2 separate regions of the Danio rerio genome follow, and region 2 is linked to region 1. Evidence: chromatin contacts called from public Hi-C data. All regions are on one chromosome and are shown on one strand. The core of a region is the stretch at or near the end of the contact, and the rest is flanking DNA. Distances in the headings are between cores, read along the strand shown.

What was found. Hi-C and Micro-C count contacts between places; a contact is called where the count stands out from the background.
Region 2: a contact with region 1 is called in a Hi-C map of an unstated tissue, with 2.9 times the contacts expected there. The contact joins two enhancer-like sites. A contact is called at or near these places in 2 of 18 Hi-C or Micro-C datasets (caudal fin and an unstated tissue).

The regions. Positions count from the first base shown.
Region 1 is chr24:23,767,378-23,770,568 of GRCz12tu, reverse strand. All of the region lies in intron 3 of LOC141380670 (a long non-coding RNA gene), which reads left to right. It also overlaps a transcript of LOC556668 not described here. Among named protein-coding and RNA genes, the nearest start is that of slc22a13b, 120 kb to the left of the region's middle. Within about 2 kb of position 1,513, at least 15 of the 62 cell types and tissues checked have an H3K27ac peak or open chromatin away from gene starts, as enhancers often do.
Region 2 is chr24:23,828,655-23,831,845 of GRCz12tu, reverse strand. All of the region lies in intron 2 of LOC141380670 (a long non-coding RNA gene), which reads left to right. It also overlaps a transcript of LOC556668 not described here. Among named protein-coding and RNA genes, the nearest start is that of slc22a13b, 58 kb to the left of the region's middle. Within about 2 kb of position 1,480, at least 3 of the 62 cell types and tissues checked have an H3K27ac peak or open chromatin away from gene starts, as enhancers often do.

The DNA of each region.
Region 1 (3,191 bases), core at 264-2,763:
GGTGCCCCGGTTTCCCCCACGGTCCAAAGACAAGTAGTACAGGTTAATTGGGTAGGCTGAATTGTCCGTATAGTGTATGAGTGTGAATGAGTGTTTGTGGATGTTCCCAGAGATGGGTTGCAGTTGGAAGGGCATCCGCTGCATAAAAACATGCTGGATAAGTTGGCAGTTTATTCTGATGTGGTAACCCCGGATTTATAAGGGACAAATCTGAAAAGAAAATTAATGAATAATAATATTAATAAAAATTCAAATTAGGGTGATTTCTGAAGGATCATGTGACTCTGAAGACTGGAGAGATGAAGCTGAAAATTCATCTTTAAAATCACTGGAATAAATAATGTAATTAAATGATGAACTACTTTTGAACAGTTATTTTATAGGGCAATAACATTTCACTATTTTAAAATTTGTACTGTATTTTTTATGAAATGAATGCAGCCTTGGTCAGCAGGACAAGCGTATTTGAAAATATTTTAAAATCCTACTGACCCTAAACTTTTGACCGGTAGTTTATGCTTAGGTTTGTATTATATATGTTATTGTATATGTTAATTTAGCCAAAGCAGTGGCACAGTTGGTAGTGCTGTTGCCTCACAGCAAAAAGGTCACTGGTTCGAGCCTCGGCTGGGTCAGTTGGCGTTTTTTTGTGTGGAGTTTGCATGTTCTCCCTGCGTTCGCGTGGTTTTCCTCCACAGGTGAATTGGGTAAGTTAAATTGTCTGTAGTGAATGAGTGTGTATGAATGTTTCCCAGTGATGGGTTGCAGCTGGAAGGGCATCCGCTGTGTAAAAACATATGCTGGATAAGTTGGCTGTTTATTTCCCTTTGGCGACCCCGGATTAATAAAAGGACTAATCTGAAAAGAAAATGAATGAATAAATGTTCTTTTTCCAATAAAAGGTACCATTTAAAAGAATACCATTTATTTACAGCATAATATTAGCATTGTAAGCGTTTTGCTGTTAAGTAGTGTAATGTCACAGTTTATAATTTATTTACTAGTTTATTGAATCCTTGATTAATTAAATATAATTTTGTGATACAAAAATACGCTTGTGAACTGTTTTTGAACAGTAGTGTAAATATTAAAATGAATTATTGCAAATACTATTGCTGAAATCAAAGCAAACAGACATTGTCAAAAATCCACCAATTTTTGGGATTTGATGTGGTCTTAAGTGTCAGAGATTCATTTCAGCCTCCAAATTTCAGCACATTAAATGATTTAGGCAAATAATCAGCTTTTGACAGTGTTAACACAAAATCCCATCCAGCAGCTAGCGTCCCCAGTGTTGAAGTGCTTAACTGAAATGATCTGCAAAATCAGATTGTATAAGTCTTATCCGTATGTAGGTTATTGATGATCCGCTGACGGAGGCTGGGTCAGGATTCAGGCTCCGTGACTCAGAATGAGGTCAGCGCATCTCTCCCACTGCTTACTGGGCCACTGTTCTCCCTCTCATGACTCAGATCTGGCAGCGCGGTTGTGAATGAACAGTGCCTCGCCGTCTGTATCATCGCTGCCGTATATAGAGAGCGATTACCACTCGCTGCTGGATCGTGACACACTCTACACCTCCCACCTGCACGAGCAGAATGAACAGAGAGAACCAGCTCACGCTCAAACACACATCTCAGAAAGAAAAGGCCCTTGGCTTATACTGTTTTACATTTAAAGAGGACAAATTATGGCTCCTCACGTGCTCAGAGAATTCCTAGAATGTGGCTGTGTAGTTTCAGCTTAAAACACCCCACATATTTGGGATTATGTGCTGTGTTCATTTAAATGCAAACGAGCTGCTGCTTTTCAAAAGAGGGCGGAGCTTGTACTTGCTATTGGCCTTATTGTTCAATGTGGAAGTGCGCTCATGTTAGAAATATAGTTCTACCAGGAAGATCTAATGTCACATCACTCACCACAATCAGCTTCCAATTTAAGCTACATACAGTATATGGGCCCACGCCAAAGAAATCCTATGTTTTGTTAAATGATACTTTGTCAAATATCACTCATCAAATAAATGCAATTTAATATCATACTTATCTCTCTGTTCTTTCTGGTTGAACTTCTGATTCAGTTGCCTACAGGAGAAATGGCTATAGGAATAATAAACGGCAGCAAACGGTCAAACCTGACATTTCATGACGTAGTGTTCTTGACATAAAAAATAGAAGCAAATGGTCTAATCCAAATAAATGATTTATGGTAAGCTAAGGTAAAAGTGCTCTTGTCAGAATCTGAAGGTTTGCTGAATGAATTAAAAAATGGTAAAACTCGTGTGTTTAACTCTTGGTGACTTGAACTTATTTAAAAAAAAAAAAAAGTTCTCTTAAAAGAAAACAAAAAAGTCCGTTTTTCCTGCTACTTCCCCTTTAATTCCGGGAATATCTGAAGAGGTTTGAACAGTGGTGGATGTATTTCAGTCGTGACCAAGTTTTTGCTGAAATGATGAAACAAAGGGTGCTGATGAGATGGAAATCTGCGGGTGTGTGAATGAAGCCCTCCAGATGACTTGTTTGTAGATGTTTGATTTAGATTTTATCAGCAGTAGTCACAAGGAAAGATGGCTGCAAAAATGCTGGTTTTATGTAGCATATCAGGGGCTTACACAGAGAAAAAGATACAGTGAGTGCTATTCTGATAGCTTTGTGCAGTGTTAAAATCATAATACAGTATGTGATGTGAGGAGATTTAAGTTAATTTCAAGATCAAGTCGAAGTCCTATTTTCATATTCACTCAAAAATCTAAATGAAAAAGGAAAGGTAAAACCATTTGTTGTCAATAAATCATGCTCAGTGTTAATTGAGTATCACTTGAGTATCACTGTAGCTAGTATGATTTTATTTAAAATGTTTTAAAATGTATGATTTCATCATTGATTTTATTTGATATTCATTTATTTTCAAATATCAGAAATGATTTCAGGTTTAGTTTAATTTTGTTTAATTTATAAAGGTACATATTCTTAGTTTTATAATGCAAACAAACTATTCGTATTACTATAATGCAATAAACAAAAAAACAAAACAAAAACATTTCAAACTAGCAAGGTTTATTTTTTAAACCAATTTCGAGAGGATCACATACTTATGATTGCTTGCGGCTGGTCCAGCATTATCCAATTTATGATTCGCCAATCAGACGATTCCTAAGCCACTATAAACACCCTAAGTTCCACATCACAACC
Region 2 (3,191 bases), core at 231-2,730, 61 kb before region 1:
TTTTCATTAGTAAATTGTACATATGCAGCGAGGCAGTGGCGCAGTAGGTAGTGCTGTCGACTCGCAGCAAGAAGGTCACTGGGTTGCTGGTTCGAACCTCGGCTCAGTTGACGTTTCTGTATGGAGTTTGCATGTTCTCCCTGCCTTCGTGTGGGTTTCCTCCGGGTGCTCCGGTTTCCCCCACAGTCCAAAAACATGCGGTACAGGTGAATTGGGTAGGCTAAATCGTCCGTAGTGTATGAGTGTGTGTGTGAATGTGTGTGTGGATGTTCCCAGAGATGGGTTGAGGCTGGAAGGGCATCTGCTGCGTAAAAACTTGCTGGATAAGTTGGCAGTTCATTCCGCTGTGGTGACCCCGGATTAATAAAGGGACTAAGCTGACAAGAAAATGAATGAATGAATTAATGAAATTGTACATATTTTAGTATGCTCTTTTTTGTTGTTGTCATAATACATAGTTATGGTATACAGCAAGTGCTGTATATACTGTAAGAATTTGCAGATGTCCAAAATATGCTTATAGCTTATAAATCTTTGTTTATTATTATTATTATTATTATTAATAATAATAATAATCAACAGTTTTCAACCTTTCCACTGTATAAATGTTTTAACTTACTTAATATATATATGTATGTATATATATATATATATATATATATATATATATATATATATATATATATATATATATATGTATGTATGTATGTATGTATGTATGTATGTATGTATACACACACACACACACACACACACACACACACACACACACACACACACACACACGTATATATATATATATATATATATTTCCCGCATTATATAAGATATTATGTTTAATATTTTTATTCCGCTGTGGCACCCTCTAAAATAGAGACTAAGCTCAAGGAAAATTAAAGAATAAATATCAGTGACCTATGGTGAGGTTTGTGGCTGGTAAGGGACTGACTCTTTCAGGATCATATTTACAAATATGCACACAATATATTTGCCAACTACCGATTTTGTTTCATATATCATAGCAGCATTATTTCTATACAAATGGCATTTTCTATACACATGGCAATGTTGAGCGATTTTGATCATAAAAATGATTGAAACCATTTGAATCATACAGAAATTACACACACACACACACACACACACACACACACACACACACACACGCACACACACACACACACATATATATATATGAATGAATGAATGTATAACTGAATGTATATATAATAAATTAATGTATATACACGATGAATATATATTATGTGAATGAATGAATATATACATACATTTTATATTTATTTATTATATTCATAAATAAAATGCATTTGAAGGGATCAGAGGTGAAGAAAAAGCCAAGTATCATGGCTCAGCAGTCCTTGTATGGCACCCTTAGAAGGTCAGCTGGCACATCTGCTATGATCATGGGCATCGTGACTGTGTGGAGAGCAGGGCTTGACTCAGATCTGACTCACTGCTCCTGTGGGTTCATTTCTCCACTGATCTCGCAGCTCTTGCCCTCAGCTGTGCCAGGAATGGACTCACACAAGCTCTGGCACAGAAAAAAACGAGCGACTGATGAAAATAAATAACGTACTACTGAGTTCCGGATCAGTGTGGGGACATTATGCTGTGTTGTTTGGCCCCTGTGATAGTCAGATATTTAGAGAAACTGCAGAGCTTGATGATGACAACTATGAATTTGTCAAACAGAACAATGAGTACGTGCTGTGCGTTTCTATTCTAGTGATGGTGATAATAATGCTGATGATTAAGATAATGACACAAGCTTTAGCTGTTGTTACTAGTGTGAGGTCAGCGTTGTAATAAAGTGGTATATTTCTTTTTAATATTCAGGTGGTGCAGTCACATGGGGGATGATGCTAGTCACTACAATAGACAATGACTTAACCATTGCATCATTAAATGAGGCGTTCATGTGATAAAAGTAATCCTTGGTGGAGACATAATGCTGATTCATTATCAGATGATGATAATGGTGATGATAATGATGATGAGAGATCACATGTGTAACACCAGCTACACTTTTGTTTAATAAATTATGCCTTTATGCACACAGACCTATGTGAATGTATGTATGTACTGTATGCTTGTGATAATCTGACTATAGAAAAAAGTATTTGTTTTCTGGAATATACATGTGTTATTATTAATTGTTAGAAGTATGGTACACAATATAAACACCTTTTAGCTAGTATGGGGTTAACAGCTTATAATGATGATGATGATGGTGATTAGAGATCACACGTGTAACACCAGCTGCCCTTTTGTTATTAAATCGTGCATTTATGCACACAGACCTATGTATTTATACAATAATCCAAGCATAAAAACATGTATTAATGTAGTTTGTCAGAAAAATGATATCACCTTTTAGTTGATATGTGTTTAACAACTGTTAAAGCTGTTGCTTTTGTATTTTTATATTGAATTTTTATAGAATCATTTTAGCCATATTAGGAATTATAAATTACAGTTTTTTTTCAGTGGCTTTGGTGCATTTCTCACAACACTATTTACATTTGCACAATAGTTCATGCATTTTTCAAAACAATTAATAATTTGTGCTCATCATAGTAACAGTTTCTCATTCCGTCCAACAAATTGCAAATGCTTTTGCACTCTCTGCTGTTTTATAACATCATAAATTGCTTATGTCATATCAGTCAAATTTAACTAAACTTGTAAATTCTTAATAGTCACTCCATATTAAACTAATAGTCCTCATTTCATTACTCGAGTCATTGCATACAAAAATGTTGAACTAGTCAAAATCAGTCAAGCTAATTTTATTTTTAAAAATGTAAATCTTTTTTTTTCCCCTAAAAATGTCTTCTAAATTAAACAATTTCAGGAATGATTAACAGACCTATGTATGTTTTAGGTATGTGGTAGGTTTCAATATGTACGTCAATATTGTTTACAGTTGTGCACAGCTCCACCCAAATTAAGTTTATGTTTGTTGTAAATAAGTGTGTATTTATTCTTTTGCACAATGTTGTGACTAAATTAGAATTGCAAAGAGCAAATGCAATAAAAATGTGAAACATACATATTTAGTGTCTTGTACTCATACCTCACTAAATGCATTAATGTCTAACTTTAATGTAGTTTTTAAATGGCTGTGCAGATAGTTCTGTCTTGAGCATTTTCAGGAAGTGTCACCAAAA